Regions from separate parts of the Mus musculus genome. Here region 2 is linked to region 1. Evidence: chromatin contacts called from public HiChIP or PLAC-seq data. All regions are on one chromosome and are shown on one strand. The core of a region is the stretch at or near the end of the contact, and the rest is flanking DNA. Distances in the headings are between cores, read along the strand shown.

What was found. HiChIP or PLAC-seq counts read pairs in DNA pulled down with a chosen protein or histone mark.
Region 2: an H3K27ac HiChIP or PLAC-seq map of extraembryonic endoderm stem cells shows a contact between it and region 1. The contact joins two enhancer-like sites. A contact is called at or near these places in 4 of 115 datasets of contacts at active chromatin or transcription factors (bone marrow-derived macrophages, extraembryonic endoderm stem cells, pancreatic cancer cells and 1 more).

What each region holds. Positions count from the first base shown.
Region 1 is chr8:10,626,559-10,634,034 of GRCm38.p6, forward strand. Myo16 (myosin XVI) reads left to right here. Exons shown (of 35, transcript NM_001319151.1): 35 at 6,865-7,476. The coding sequence ends at 7,092. Among named protein-coding and RNA genes, the nearest start is that of Gm32330, 43 kb to the right of the region's middle. Within about 2 kb of position 3,258, at least 48 of the 459 cell types and tissues checked have an H3K27ac peak or open chromatin away from gene starts, as enhancers often do. A contact at or near this core is called in extraembryonic endoderm stem cells, where this site is marked.
Region 2 is chr8:10,850,384-10,857,859 of GRCm38.p6, forward strand. It overlaps Gm39130 (a long non-coding RNA gene), which reads left to right. Exons shown (of 3, transcript XR_870135.2): 2 at 3,142-3,198; 3 at 3,762-4,764. It overlaps Gm32540 (a long non-coding RNA gene), which reads right to left. Exons shown (of 3, transcript XR_870139.3): 3 at 5,337-7,357. Among named protein-coding and RNA genes, the nearest start is that of Gm39130, 3.9 kb to the left of the region's middle. Within about 2 kb of position 2,873, at least 35 of the 459 cell types and tissues checked have an H3K27ac peak or open chromatin away from gene starts, as enhancers often do. A contact at or near this core is called in extraembryonic endoderm stem cells, where this site is marked.

The DNA of each region.
Region 1 (7,476 bases), core at 2,008-4,507:
AGAAAAATGACAAGAGTCACAAAAGGATGTGTTCAAATGAGGCAAATTTTTCTTAACGTGATGCTTTTTAAAAAAAAAAATCACAAATTTACAAATGTAAGACATTTTAACATAAGGACTTCTAAGCCTCCAGTCACTATTTCAGAACCACTGTGTTTAAGAGTTGTCCAAGGGGGCTGGAGAGAAACCTCAGCTCAACCTTTAAGAGTACTTGCTGCCCTTACAGAGGACCCAGGTTCACTTCCCAGCATCCAACTGAAAATTCACAATTGCCTGTAACTCTAGTTCCATGGGATTCTGACCAGGCAGGCACCAGATGTATAGGTGATGCACAGACATACATGTAGACAAAACACTCACACACATAAAAGTTGAAATGTTTTTGTTAAAAAGTTGCTTAAGTTGCTCATAACAATGTGCATATATTGATGTGTTAGAATGGCAGGTCGCATCTCAACAGCACACTAGACCAAGACAGTTCTATGTGGAAGAGGTTTTATTGGGAGTGACAAGGTGGTGGCAGAAAGAGAAGAGGAGGAGAGGGGGCCGGGGTTGTTCTCCTTATTTATATAGAAAATGATGTAACACAGGTAAAGGTGGGAGGTGAGCCAAGTGGATTCTGGGAATATGCTGCAGGCTGCACTGTCACTTATGTGATGTCATAGGTTTAGGAAGTCCTGATGCTAACATATATGGTTACAGTATTGTATTTGACACCTGAAATTAAAACATGAGAACTGCTCAAAGCCTCTTTCCTCAGCATGTACTGCTCTCCTTGGTTTTAAATCACATCTGTGAACAACTACACCTAAATCATTTACACTGACTTCAGCATGGCTCGGCATCTGGGGAACTTTTCTTTCATAACAAAGGGGAGACTCAGGGCCATGCCTCGGGGTCACTCACTGAGAGAAGCTCTTTCATCGAATGGTATTTAATTTGGGCATCAGGACTCCTTCAGCAATTCTAGGGGACGTCATCAAGTCAACGTGAAGCCTCCACAGCTACTCCTCCTTCATGCCTGTTCTCACATGTCAGTCACCCACCCCTCGACTGGTTCTTACTGGTTAAATGATTGTGAGCTATATTCTATGACCAAGATCTAGGGCCACATTGAACATCTAGCCCAGTGCTGCTCTCCATAGGGCAGACCTTCAGGCCTAGCTCAGCTCCAGTTCCACATCTACCATGTCTTTAAGGTCCCTGTAAGGAGTGAAGTTCAGGGTCACAGTTATAGTCTGCGTTATTTCCCTTTTCCTGTTGCTCAGCTGGTCATCCCCATTCAACACACAGACCCTCTGCAAGCCTTCTACCATGGCAACCTCACCAACACAGATGGTTAAAAGCAGAGTGATAGGAAAACAGATCTCTCTTGCCTAGCTGCTCTGTCTACACTGTGGGTATCACAGAAAGGCGTCCATGGAATCTCCTCAAATCAGGCCACGAGCTGTGTATAGAGCAGAGGACCGATCCATGGGCTCCAAAGGTTTAATGGTGTCTCTGTCTATGCCTTGGTATAACAGTTGCCTCCTGTCTGTCAATGCTAATGACAGTTCTGTGCAACCTTCCAAAGAGGAAGATGAAGTAGGGTGACCTCTGTCTTATAGATGGGTGAATTCCACCTGGTGTGAAGCCAGCAGACCCTGAGCTGAGATGTGGCAGGGCCCGTGGCCTCCTGTGACTTCTTCTTTCCCTAAAATGAAATAAATGTTTCCCTTTCAGAAGCAAAATGATCATTTTGTTACCAGAATAAGTTTTACCTCTTAATGATAACATTTGGTTTACTTGGAAATAGCAAACGACAATCAAATAATTGATGTGTTATTGTTACCAATACATCATAAGATCACAAAAGAGGACAGACACTGGTGCAGGTGTTTCTATGACACCATGTGGTATTTGAAATGCTTCTTGTTTACACTGTACTGGACCACACCAGAGTAACATAATGGTACTGGCTTGTTATTCAGAGATACCAAAGCCCCTTTTATCACCTCTGAGACCATCTTACTTGAGTTTTGCAATCTAATAAATTTAATAGATCTAAATGAAGCAAATTAAATGTTATTAGCCCCATAGTGTTTTCCTTTTGGGACAAGCCTCTGAAAATCGTGATCTTAAAACCTCTCTGCGTCAGATATAGAATGTCTAACTTCCATTTAGACATACCTGTGCACGTGCTTATTTTTTTAATGAAGAACAATAATGCTGGTATTCTGGCGTCCCTTTTGTGCAAGTCCGGCACTTCTCCTTTTACGCCTAATAAATTTCCCTTAATCAGGGCTAATCTCTAAAATAGAATCTGAGGAATGTGCTGTGGTATTCTCCAAAGAAAGGGTTTATTCTGAGCTCAGGCTGATTATCGAAACCATCAGTCAGAGTTTCACTTATTGGGGAACCACGGAAAGCTCTTTGCTGGTTGATTCCATTCCTCTGGACGCCCTTCAGTATTGCAAGCCTTCGACACCCTCATTAAGAGGGCTTGCTAATGGTTTGTGTGCATAAGCTTCACATTTTATAATGTACTTGGGAATTTGACTATTTCTAGTAAATACAGCAAAGCTCTCAAAAGAGAGAAAAGGTTTTTTTTGTTTTTTTTTTTTTGTTGTTGTTGTTATTGTTTTTTTTTGTTTGTTTTTTTGTTTGTTTGTTTTTTGATCGGGGAGTAGTGGTTTTTTTAGTTTTGGTTTTCCAGAAAGAAAAGCAAGGTGGGGAGATCAGTCAGCAAAGCATTTACTATGAAAACAACATGAGCTGAGTTCAAGTGCCAGAACCTACCCAAAACAAAACAAAAACCCACCAACAAACAAAAAAATCTTGTACAGACAGCACCTGCTTGTAAACCCTGGTTCTGGAAAGATAGACACACTTGTATCCATGCAGCTGCCTAGCCTTCTTGGGGAAGTCCAGATCAGTGAGATACTCTGCCTTGAAAAACAAACAAGATGGTATCTGAGAAACAATGCCCAAGGTTCACACACACGCACACAGGCACACACACACAGAGGAATGCACAGGAGAAGACACCATGACTCGAGAGATTTGAGATGTTTTCTGTCAAATTCCCTGCCAAGTCTCACTGAGATCAGCAGCTTCCTAGAGACAGGCACCTCTGTGCTCAGGTCAGTGTGATGCTGACTTCAAAGCTGTGCCTTTTGGAGTTTAAATGGAGGGCCACATCTGGCATCTTTTTAGTTGTCCTAGACAATGCTGCAGAGTCCATGCTGCAGTGGAAATGTAGAGGGGTGTTTGTGTCTGTTGCAGAGAGAAGGAGGGCACAGCCAGTGGGGAGCCCAGTGCCATCTGCAGAGTGGAGGCTGGAGTTCCTTTGTCTGGGTTTCGAATTTACTCTTTGTTAGGAACAGGTCTCTGTTACAGGCTTGTCTCACCTGGCTTTCTTCAGTTAAACTGAGTGTTTGCTATGCACTTTCTCTTGTTTTAATTCCTAGCTTAAACATTGTTTCTGTTCCTTTAGTGGTTTGGCTAGCGGGTGGGACACGCATGCTTGACTCATTACATTCTAGCATATTTTATTACTTCTATCACTTTCCTGATATTTCTAGAGCTCAGGCTTTAACCTTTCCTTAATCCCTCCAGCTTGTGCAGTTACAGTTGGCAGCCTTGTGTGTTTTGTGTGAGACTTACCGTCTAGGGGACGTTCCAAGCATCTAATTGATGTTTACCTGCAGGCTTGCTAATTACAGAGTTCCTAAACCTTAAATTTTACTTTTTTTTCCCCATCTGAGATCACTCTCTCCCTATATAAAGGGAAACCTTCCTTTTGAGTCTCTGTCTATGCACGATATCTGAGGACACTTTTTGTTTGTGCACCGTCTTTACTTCACTCTGTGTTTTGAAGGCTAGCTCTGTCAGACAGAGAGCTGGATTGGCTCTCAGTAATTCCATTCATGTTTCTTTGCTCTCCCAGCCTCCAGTATTCCTATTAAGAAGTAAGTGTCTGCTCCTATCATAGGCCCTTTGGATATCAGCACATCCTTTTTTTTTTTTTCAATATTTTTTAATTAGGTATTTTCTTCATTTACATTTCAAATGCTATCCCAAAAGTCCCCCCATTAAACCCACACACACACTCCCCTACCCACCCACTCCCACTTCTTGGCCCTGGTGTTCCCCTGTACTGAGGCATATAAAGTTTGCAAGACCAAGGGGCCTCTCTTCCCAATGACATTCTTCCTTTAGTTTTGTATTCATTCTTTGAAAATTTCATACATGGATACACTGTATCTTGATCATATCCAACCCTCATTCTTGTCTTCTAGGTCCTCTGAGGATCCAGAATCTCTATCATACCTCCCTCTAACTGCATGTCCTTCTAAATGTTTGATTTGGTTTGGTTGTTTGGATGTTTGGTTGGTTGGTTAGTTGGTTGGTTGGTTTGAGCCATTTAGTCCAGTTAGTGCTGCTGAGATGCAGGGAGGAGCTGGGATCATACACTTGGGCTAGTGCAGAAACTACCAGTGTCCACACTCTTGAAGAAAAGCACCTCTGCCTACCCCATGCTGTATCCTGAATGTGGGAAAATTCAGAACACAGGAGACTGGCCTCAGTGGGATCTCACATTAGCAGAGGAGAGCAGAGGGATTTTAAAATGTACCCATGAAGAGTCACATGGATGTCACACACTTACCAGACCCTGACTGTAGCTTAAATAAGTGCCTGGACAGAAGAAGTTGGGTGATAAGCTGAACAAAGCCATAGCTAAGAACACAGACTCTGAAGCCACCTTCTCTGTGTGCTGTTGGGCAAACAAACTTTTCTGTGCCTCGGCTGCCTCATCCACAAAATAATAGCACCGACTTTGTAGAACTCATAGGAGAAGCCTGGTTCACAGAAAGTTGCCTGCACTTGCTAGCCCTCCACAGCATCTACTAGCTGGAAAATTCTATGTACTCCCCAGAGCCCTGTTTTCTTGGTTCATTTCATAGTGGATAGAAGCAGTCTGAAGAATTTTCTCATGTGCAGATCATCCTGGAAACTAGTAAAGCACTAAGGAGCCATCCCGCTTTGGAGACCCTTTCTACGGATGCCTTGAGATTGAGGTAGGGATGGACCAGTTGACCAGGAGTCCAGAGATGTCCACACTGAGGTGCGGCTGCTCTGACGACATATTCCCGTGTATAGGAAATTCTTTTTCCTAATGAGGACCCCCACGCTGTACTCTGAATTTTGCAACTTCGGTGCTTTGAACTAAAAACGTTGAAAGCGTCTTGCATGACTAAACAGCCCACTCAGGTGTGGGTTCAGACGTGGCCCAGGCCTGCTCATAAGGCTTGTCTGTCTGGGCACCATTCTCTATGGGAGAGCCACAATACATGTCCTACAGAGCTCTGCTCTCTTGGGTTTAATCAAAAGTCATGATAGGAGCCAGGCGTGGTGGCGCATGCCTTTAATCCCAGCACTTGGGAGGCAGAGGCAGGCAGATTTCTGAGTTCAAGGCCAGCCTGGTCTACAAAGTGAGTTCCAGGACAGCCAGGGCTATACAGAGAAACCCTGTCTCAAAAAACAAAACAAAACAAAACAAAATGTCATTATAGAATGGAAGTGGTGCTATTTTGGAAGCCAGGCATTTGGGACCCAGGAGACAAGAGAACCGTCTTCTAGGTTTTTCTCACTTCTCTCCTGGCACCCCCTTTCTGGTTTCTAAAATCTCCTCCTCCTCCTCCTCCTCCTCCTCCTCCTCCTCCTCCTCCTCCTCCTTCTTCTTCTTCTTCTTCTTTTTGGTTTTTCGAGACAGGGTTTCTCTGTGTAGCCCTGGTTGTCCTGGAACTCACTCTGTAGACCAGGCTGACCTCGAACTCAGAGACCCACCTGCCTCTGCCTCCCGAGTGCTGGGATTAAAGGCGTGCGCCACCACCGCCCGGCTCAGCCTCATTCTTCTTAAGAAGCATCTTCTCTTTTTAAAAAATAATGTTAGAATAGCCAGAAAATGGTGCCTGTAATAGAGTTCCAGCTGCTGGCAAAAACGAAGTGGGGGTGGGGTTACCCCTCACAAGGCAACCTTTCTCCCCATTGTGCCCAGGCTGAAATAAACTGGGCAGCCCAAGGATCAGTTTCCAGGAACTATTGGAAACGAAGTAGAAACAGCTAATATACTTCATGCCAGGTGCTGTCCAGCAAGAGCTGGGCCTGGGCCTGTGTTTGAAGGTTTACCATCTGAGAAAGTGCCCAGCACCTAGACAAATGTCTCTGCTCCATTGTCCTCACGTGGGTAGTGTGGCTAGACACCGTAGCAGGTGGCAAGTGTGTTCTCAGACACGGCTAACCTTCCCTCCAGTAAGCAGCATGTTAGTGGTTGTCTCTTATTACCTCTGTGCTTGGGAACTGTTTTGATATCAGTATGGCCCAGTTCTAGCAACTGTTCCGGGGGGTGGGGTGGGTCTGTCCTTGGGCTAAAGCGTATGACTGAAGTGGGGGCTATGTCATTCTGATATTCCTGCTGAATGTGTGTGTTAATGAATAAGCATTCCTGCCCTGGGGTAAAGCTTAAGAAGTCTTGTTTTTCTAAAGGCAAATCTATTCAGAGAGGAATTAAATGAAGAGAAAATACAAGCTGGCACAGGAGTGTTTGTAAACTCAGGAAATGTGGCAGGTTGATGCTGCTTTCTCTTGTCCTGCCGGGAGATGTGATACTTGCTAATGACCTCTTGATGATGAAGTCAACATCTGCAGGAGGTCGTTTCTTACTCCCTGGATCCATATTGTTTCCAGTGGTCCTGCAGCTGGAGGTTTGGAAGGCCACCGACTCTTTGCACCCCAGCCCTGCCCTTCCCCCTGCCATTGCTGCCATATTCCCCTGCTCAACTTAGTCACTGTAGGTACCTTGATTCTTCTGTTCCACTGCAGGTTATCCATCAGCTGAGGCTCTCTGAGAATGAAAGCGTAGCTCTGCAGGAGCTGCTGGACTGGAGGAGGAAGCTCTGTGAGGCCAGAGAAGGCTGGCAGGAAGCCCTGCAGCACCCGGAGCCCCGTGCACCTCCGCCGCCACCCTGCAAGAAGCCGACACTCCTAAAGAAGCCTGAGGGGGGCTCCTGCACCAGGCTGCCTTCCCAACTCTGGGACAGCAGTATGTGATCCAGCGTGGACTGTGGGCACCTGTCTGAGCTGTCTAGTGACTGCAGGCTGCTTCTGCAGGAGGCTGCCTTCCAATGCCTGAGGTCTCACCAGGCTTCTCCACAAAAGCACAGGACACTAACGATGACTACCCGAGACCTCCTGTGTGTGCCGGTCTGTGTGTGCTCACCAGTTCCTTCTCCATTTCTTGATAGCACACTGAATTTTAGGACCACACTGCTCCCAGATAGCCAGAGGCATGGAGGCATGTGGCTGAGTTCAGAGGTCAGAGCAGTGGGGGGGGGGGGGGGCGGGGGGGGAGGTCCTCCAGGCAGCTGTTTCTAATACACCCCACAGTGGCCACTACCCTACCAGTGGCTGTCATATGGTGCAGCACATAGGACA
Region 2 (7,476 bases), core at 1,623-4,122, 220 kb after region 1:
GTCCTCCATGTACATGCACACACAGACACACACATACACAGACACACACAGAGAGACATACACCACACAGACACACACATACAGAGACACATACACAGACACATGCACACACACGAAGGAAGGAAGGAAGGAAGGAAGGAAGGAAGGAAGGAAGGAAGGAAGGAAGGGAGGGAGGGAGGGAGGGAGGGAGGGAGGGAGGGAGGGAGGCGGCAAGCTGCAAAAACAGTGAGCCGAGATTTACTCCCATGCAGGCTTCTCCTTCAGACTTAGGATGTACTGAAGGGCTGGCTCTTCCAGAGGTCCTGAGTTCAATTCCCAGCAACCATATAGTGACTCACAACCATCTGTAATGGGGTCCAGATGCACTCTTCTGGTGTGTGTCTTAAGAAGCTACAGTGTACTCCTATAAATAAAAATAAATACATCTAAAAAAATCTTTTAAAAAAATGTACAGAACAACCCTGTGCTGAGCCAGGCTGAGGGTCACACGTGTGTGTAACTATAAATTTATCAGGATGGTCAACAAGGCCAAGTTTTGCACACACCCCACACACCCCGTGTCTCTTTCTGCTCTGTCTCACGTCCCAACACTCTGGCCTCAAGCGCTATTCTTATTTGGGCAAAAGATGATTGGATTTTTCTCCACAGATTGGAATTTTACATAATTTTGAGCAGTCATGCTGTCCAAATTTCCTCATGGGGCTCAAGTATTTGAGATTCCTGTGCCTAGTAGTTGTAATATCAGTGGCTCCTCCTCATTCATGAAGAGTGGTCCTCCCCTCTCTGCAGGGGTATGTACTGCCATACGCTTACCCACTCATTTCACTAATTTATCGGCAGAATTCTAGGTTGTTTCTGAATCTGGGATAGTAAAATGTAACCATCTCAGAACATCAGGGTGAGCGTGCTTGTATGCATGCATGTCTACCTTTCTTTTACTTGATGTCTGAAAAATAGGCCATAACTCAGCAAATGTTTTGCATGTGTTTGAAACACCGTAATGTTGAGTGAAGTTGGCTGCTTGGTGTCGGGATCGCCTAAATCTGCACCACGCTTCTGTTGTTGACATATGAGTGCTAAAATCTGCATCTATGCCTGTCTTCTGATTCTGGGATTTCTCCTTGATCAGAACCAGATCTCACAGGCATGAGCTCTCAGTACATATACCTATTGGGCTCCCACTCTCTGTTAATGGGTCAACCCTCTATCATAACGATGCCCTTATTTTTTAGCCAGCACACATTTTTCTGACTGACATGTAGAGACTTGCCAGTATCTACTCAATCCATGGTGACCACAGAACATGACTGCTATAGAGGCTTCACTGCTGGAATCACTCACCCACACAGAAGTTTAAGCGTAGACGTCCATTTGTGTCTACAGACTCGGGGTACACACACAGTGTTAGGAAGCTAATTGGCCATGGATGTAATTTTTCATGGCACTACCCCAAAAGAATTTTATGGAGGGTCCTTTATGCACTTTCGTATGTTTCTGTTTGACACTAAAGCATTATTGCAGCGTGACCATGGAATGATCTGGAAGATATGACATCCCAGGTGGGTAGCATACACCACTGCTCCTCCTTGAGTTAAAGCCATCTCAGAAGGTAAGGTGGCAACCAACTCAAGCTCCCCTCCCCCACAGGTGTGAGCCCAGCTCAAGCTGCCCCTCCGCCAGAGGTGTGAAACCAGCTCAAACTCCCCCTTTCCCCACACAGATGTGAGCTCTTAGCTGTTGCAGCCTCAAAGGCTCTAAGCTTTATCTAAGTAAGATTCTTTTTAGCCTTATAATTCTGTCTTCAAATATTATGGTGACACGTTCAAAATCTCTTCCAGCTTGCACAGATGCTCAGTTTATATCCAGATGTCCACCTTGGGGTCATGACCTCTCTCAGCATTTGCCCTCCTGATCAGCTCCCATCCTTTGCCAGTGTCACCTGTGCACGTGTTTGTGCATATACACAGACACATATACACATTGACATACCCATTTGCATACAGACACGGACAGACACACAAACACAGATACACACACATACATCCATAGACTTTCACACTAGTACACAATCATGAACAGACACACACAGAGACACAGATACACACACACACATAGACATACACACTAACACACATTCATTCACAGACACACACATACACACATATACAGCTACACACACATAGACATACATACTAACACACATCCATACACACACATAGACATACACACTTACACACATTCATACACAGACAGACAGACAGACACACACATGTACATACACACTCACACAGTGGAAGCCACCACATACAAACTCCTTCTTGGGTCCATGCTGTCTCCCTGCCTTGCTCCCTGCAACTCTCATCCTTTGGCCCATGCACTGCCCCACACCATCCCCACCTGCCACCTACTACAGCTCCTTTGGACATTGTCTGAGATACCCTTTTCCTGTATTCTATTCACTTCAAGAATATTCAGCCTTTCTCTGTAGACCTATGGGAGCCTCCTCATCCTTTCCAGAAGAAGCCAAGGTTTGGGGCCCTGTCTAGCCTTGAGACAGAGCATTTTTCCTTGTCTGAGCTCTAGGTCCTTGGGCAGAGGTGATCCTGCAGCTGTGTGTATTCCTACATGAGCTCATCTACACTGGGTGCAAGTAAAACAGGTCATATTTGATGCACCATCCTCAAGTCTTACCCATGTCAACTGACGACCATAAGTTGGTGGCCTTCTCGTTCTGGGTGCTCTGTAGCCCGGCCTTGCTGGTGCCCAGGTCTGGGTCTGCTGTGCCCAGGTACTGACCAGGTCCCCAGCACCCTGTGTCTCCCATGAGAGGTTCCTGTTACATGCACACACAGGCAGAGCGACCTTTGGCTGTGTGCTGTACACTCACAGTTATCTCTCCTTAACTCCGCTGGGAGGGGATTCTTATCTTCCCTCTTCGGAATGGTATTATTTCTGGGAAAGGTGCTGGATTCTTGGCAGCCTGTAGCTGGCCAGACCGTTGCCCTATAAATGATGTCTGTCTTTTTTGCCACACTGAAAATGCATGCCCAAGGGTGATGTGCCCTGGAATTGCAGCAGTGCCCAATACAGGGTACTGTCCCCCATGGATCACTAAGACTTGGGTCTCATCTGCCTTTGCAGAACCTTGGAGTTCCTCAATGTGGAGCAGCATAACATATCCTGTCCCAGCTGGAGAAGGTGAGGAAACCAGAAAATGTTAACAGAGATGTAAGGCATCTAAAAGCGAAGCAGTAAGAGAGTGTGTGTGTGTGTGTGTGTGTGTGTGTGTGTGTGTGTGTGTGTGTGTGTGTGTGTGCTTGTGTGCCTGCATGTTCCACTTTCTGATCCGATTGAGTTACATTTTTCAGCAAGCAAGCAAGGCAGTTCAGAAAATTCCTCCCACCGATATAAATTTTGAGTATGTTGTTTGTCTTGACTCTCACTTAGAAAAACTAAAAATTCACTTGGGGGTCTGTTACACTAACAGTGGATTTTCTGTTTCCTTTCTTCATTTGAGAACTGGGGAAAGCTATGTACTCTGAAGCTTCAAACAGTGGGCAAAGGTTTTGATGAGTTGAATTCTTTTGCTACCTCAGCCTTTGAACTACTACAAAGTCAAGAACAAGGAGGATTGGAGTGACCAGACAGCTAGCCGGCTCCTTGCTGTCAGTAAACATCTGTGTCTCCAGGGACTGTGAGGAGCACTGATCAGAGACTCCCTGCCCTAACACAAACCTAACGAGTTTATGATTTCCTTTCAGACTTTGTTCTCAACACCGACTTGTTTATTCAAGAGAACAGATTTCTGAGAATCTCACACCCAGCACGCTGGCTGTATCCGGCCCTGCCTTGAGACCCTCAAATGACATTTCTGTTGGCTCAAGACCCACACAACAGTGAGAAGTGGGCACTGACACCACCGTCTGTGACCATTTTCCCCAGGGGTGTTGCCCCACACCAAGAAGTGACCGGAGACACTGTAGGGTAAAGAGAAAGATAACACAGCCTCACGTCCCGGAGAAGTGGCTGCTTGCTCTTCCTGCCTCTTGGGCGATGGGGCCCATGGAGGTGTCCCTCTCTAGTTCTCCATAGCTCCTGCCTCTCTGCATAAGACAACAGCTTCCTGCACTTCCAAGGGGACAAAAACAAGGGGCACAGAAGAGGCCCAGTCTGCCATCCCTCTCTGCTTTACTCTGAACAATACCAAGTCAGGAAAGCCTAAGGCTAATTTTAACCTGATCGAGAGAAGAGAAAAGGGCCGACTACTGGCAGGTGACACGTGTACCTGTGTGTTCCTGCCTGATGGTGTCTCTCAACTCCTGTGGCCTTGGCTGTGCTGACTCAGTGAGGAGGGACTGCAGCTCTGCCCTGTGACCTTACAATCTACCCCAGGGTTGGAACCTGAGCTTTGGCCACGTTGAGCAACAGAAAGAAAACTGAAAAACAAAATTCTGTGACTAAGGCTTTGAGCTCTGTCCCCCCCACCCCCACCCCCGATGCAACAACCCAATGACCCAGCTGAAACTGCAGGATAAAACCAGCAGCCCTCTGTCTTACACTCTCCCTTCCCCCAATCCTGTCCTGGCGGGTTCTGGAGAGCAGAGGTCAGACTGCCAAGTAGAAGGAACTGGAAGTGGGTTTCTAATACCTTGCTACCAGTTCCTAACAAGACCCTGCTTAGTAGGGTCAGTGGTCCCCAGCTCTTGTAAAGCACACTTTTTGTTTTTTGTTTTTCGAGGCAGGGTTTCTCTGTGTAGCCCTGGCTGTCCTGAACTCATTCTGTAGACCAGGCTGGTCTCAAACTCAGAAATCCACTTGCCTCTGCCTCCCAAGTGCTGGGATTAAAGACGTGCGCCACCACCGCCCAGCTAGCATTCTCTTTTTCTGTTGAACTCTGAGCATACGTCACACACTGGTCCTGTGCCACATGTGATCACCAGGTCTCTGTTCCCTGTTCTTCTCTGGCCCCTTCTCATCTCCCTGACATTGTTCTCTTGTTCTCTGTTCTCAACTTGAGTTTTCTCAGCCCCCCCCTCCTCCTCCACCTTCTCTCCCCCCCCTCCACAATTCTTTTTTTCTTGATCTGTCCTGTGTTCTCTACATAAGTAAATTTAAGAAAAGTAAATAAAATAAGATCAAATATTGAGCCAAATTTATCTCAGTCTGAAACTGTTGTAGCATCTCCACAATGTTACCCACTAAGAAGTGACGAACAAGACTCTGCTTCCTTATGTAACGTCGCTAACAGAATTATATATAATTATGTATTAGGTGAAATTATATATAATACTATATGCAATTTTCTGCCAAAGATCTTCACTGGGGAAAAAAATAAGCCTATCCTAAAATAAACACATACACATAGAGGAGTCAAAAGAGAAGAAGGCAAGAGAAGAGGAGACGAGGGGGAAAGGCAGAAGCAGCAGAATCTATCGGCTTGGATGCACACTTCAAAGCAAATATTCTACCACTGAGTCACAGGCCCAGCCCTTGTTTTTTTGAGACAGTGTCTCACTGGCCTCCAACTCAAGATTCTCCTGCCCCAACCTGTCAGTCCTAGAATTGCAGAGTGCACCAGCATACCAGGCTAGCTCTCAGAGACTCCATATATAGGAGTCTGATAGGTGGCTCCGTGGATAAGATCTTTGGTTTTGCAAGCAAAGTCTGAGTTCAAGTCTCCAGCACTCATGTAAAACTCCAGGCATGGCTGCCTGTGCCTACAACCCCAGGATTAGGTGGGGATGAAAACAGGTGAATTCCAAGAGCTTGCTAGCCAGCCAGCATTGGCCCAGTTGTGCTTTGAGGAAACAGGGAGTCTAATCCACTCCATCTGGTAAAGATGTGAAGTCAGAGAAAGAACAGAAAGTGTCCCACATCAGTTGGGTGTGCTTGGATGAACATGTTATGTGAAGCAGGAAGCTGCCAGTGCCCTGTCTTGTCTGACTGTATTTCTCACAGTCTCCTTAAGCAGCGGCTTCATGAGCTAAGGGTGAACCAACAGGTCTGTTTATGAAAAATCTGCTCCTAGGCCCATCCAGGGGCCTCTATGGCTTTTTGCCGTCTAATAATTGGACTGCAGATACGCGAACATAGGAAATCAGGAGGCCGGCAGAGTTCCCACCTATGGAGGAATTAATGCAGACAGCAGGGTACTCGATCCGTGCTTTCTAGTAATCCCTTCAAATCTGCATTTCTTCCAGAAGGCTTTTTATTTCAAAACCCATTTTAAAAGTCAATGATCATTAAGCATGCAGAGACGTGAGTGGGTTTCCGCTCTGTATTTCATTTGACTTGCTTCCAAATTGCTGTCCCTTCATTCGAGGTTTCCGTGTGTGTGTGGGGGGGGGGGGAGCATTGGAAGTTAAATGAACCTTTCTCTGGGTCTTAGAGACCTTTCTCTGAGTCTTAGAGACACCTGAACCCAGTGGAGACCTGTTTTCCTGCCATGCGGCTTCTACAAGGCCGGAATCCCCCTGCCCCACATTCCTGAGAGAGCTAGCTACTAGATACTAGTGTTTCACAGACCCACAGCCCTACCTGGGCTCTCTGGAATCTGTAGGTATGGCATAATACTAATGTTCTTCTCTGACACCATCTGTTGTCCCTTCTCCAGGAAAAAAGTCCCTGCCTGTCTGTATACTCCTGTGGCTGTGAATGGATCAGATCACACCTGCCTCCTCCCTTTGTTCTTTCCCTTGATCCTCTAGGGTAAAGAGAACCAGTTGGCAGCTTGGCAAGGTGACTCTTTTATAAGGGCATGTCCTGAGGTAGCACACGGCCTCTTCCTGGCCAGGGTAACTGCTGGTACAGGATAGAACGTCTTGGTGCTTGGCCTCCGGAGTCGCCATTCATTACACAGTCTTTATCTTTGTGCATATCCTGGAACAATACTCTTAAATAAATACTCTCAGGGCCATTTTTTTTCTTCTGTGGGTATTTACTTTGTGTTTCCATGATCTCAATGGGACCCAGAAATGAAGGAGACGGGAGGTTTAGCAAATAAGCATTTGCCACTGTCTACGCACAAGGGGACAACTGTGAGGGACGGTGTTTTGTTTTCCAAGGGAGGCACGTCATTGATACGACACAGCCCATGTGTATGAGCACACGGCGGCTTGGAAGTTTCCATTTGACCCCGAGTGACAGATAAGCCTATATCGAGTGAGCAGAGGCAAGCTGGGCTGGAGGGCAGGAGGCCTTGGCACTGAGCAGCCTCTGCCCCCTGAGGCTTGGTCACGCCTTTTGACTGTCCGGGCTTTTAAGAGCACTATGCAATCAGGGAAGACTCCAGGATTTCATGCCTGATACTCTGAATGGTTGTGTGTTTAATGAGATTCTGTCACCTGAATTCTGTAGTCTGAAAAAAAAAAATGAAAATTATAGTCTAGTTTGAAAATCTGCTTCTTTTCACCATGGCCTATTTGCCACCACAATTTCAGTGGCATTGGCAGATTTTGTTTTATTTTATTTTATTTC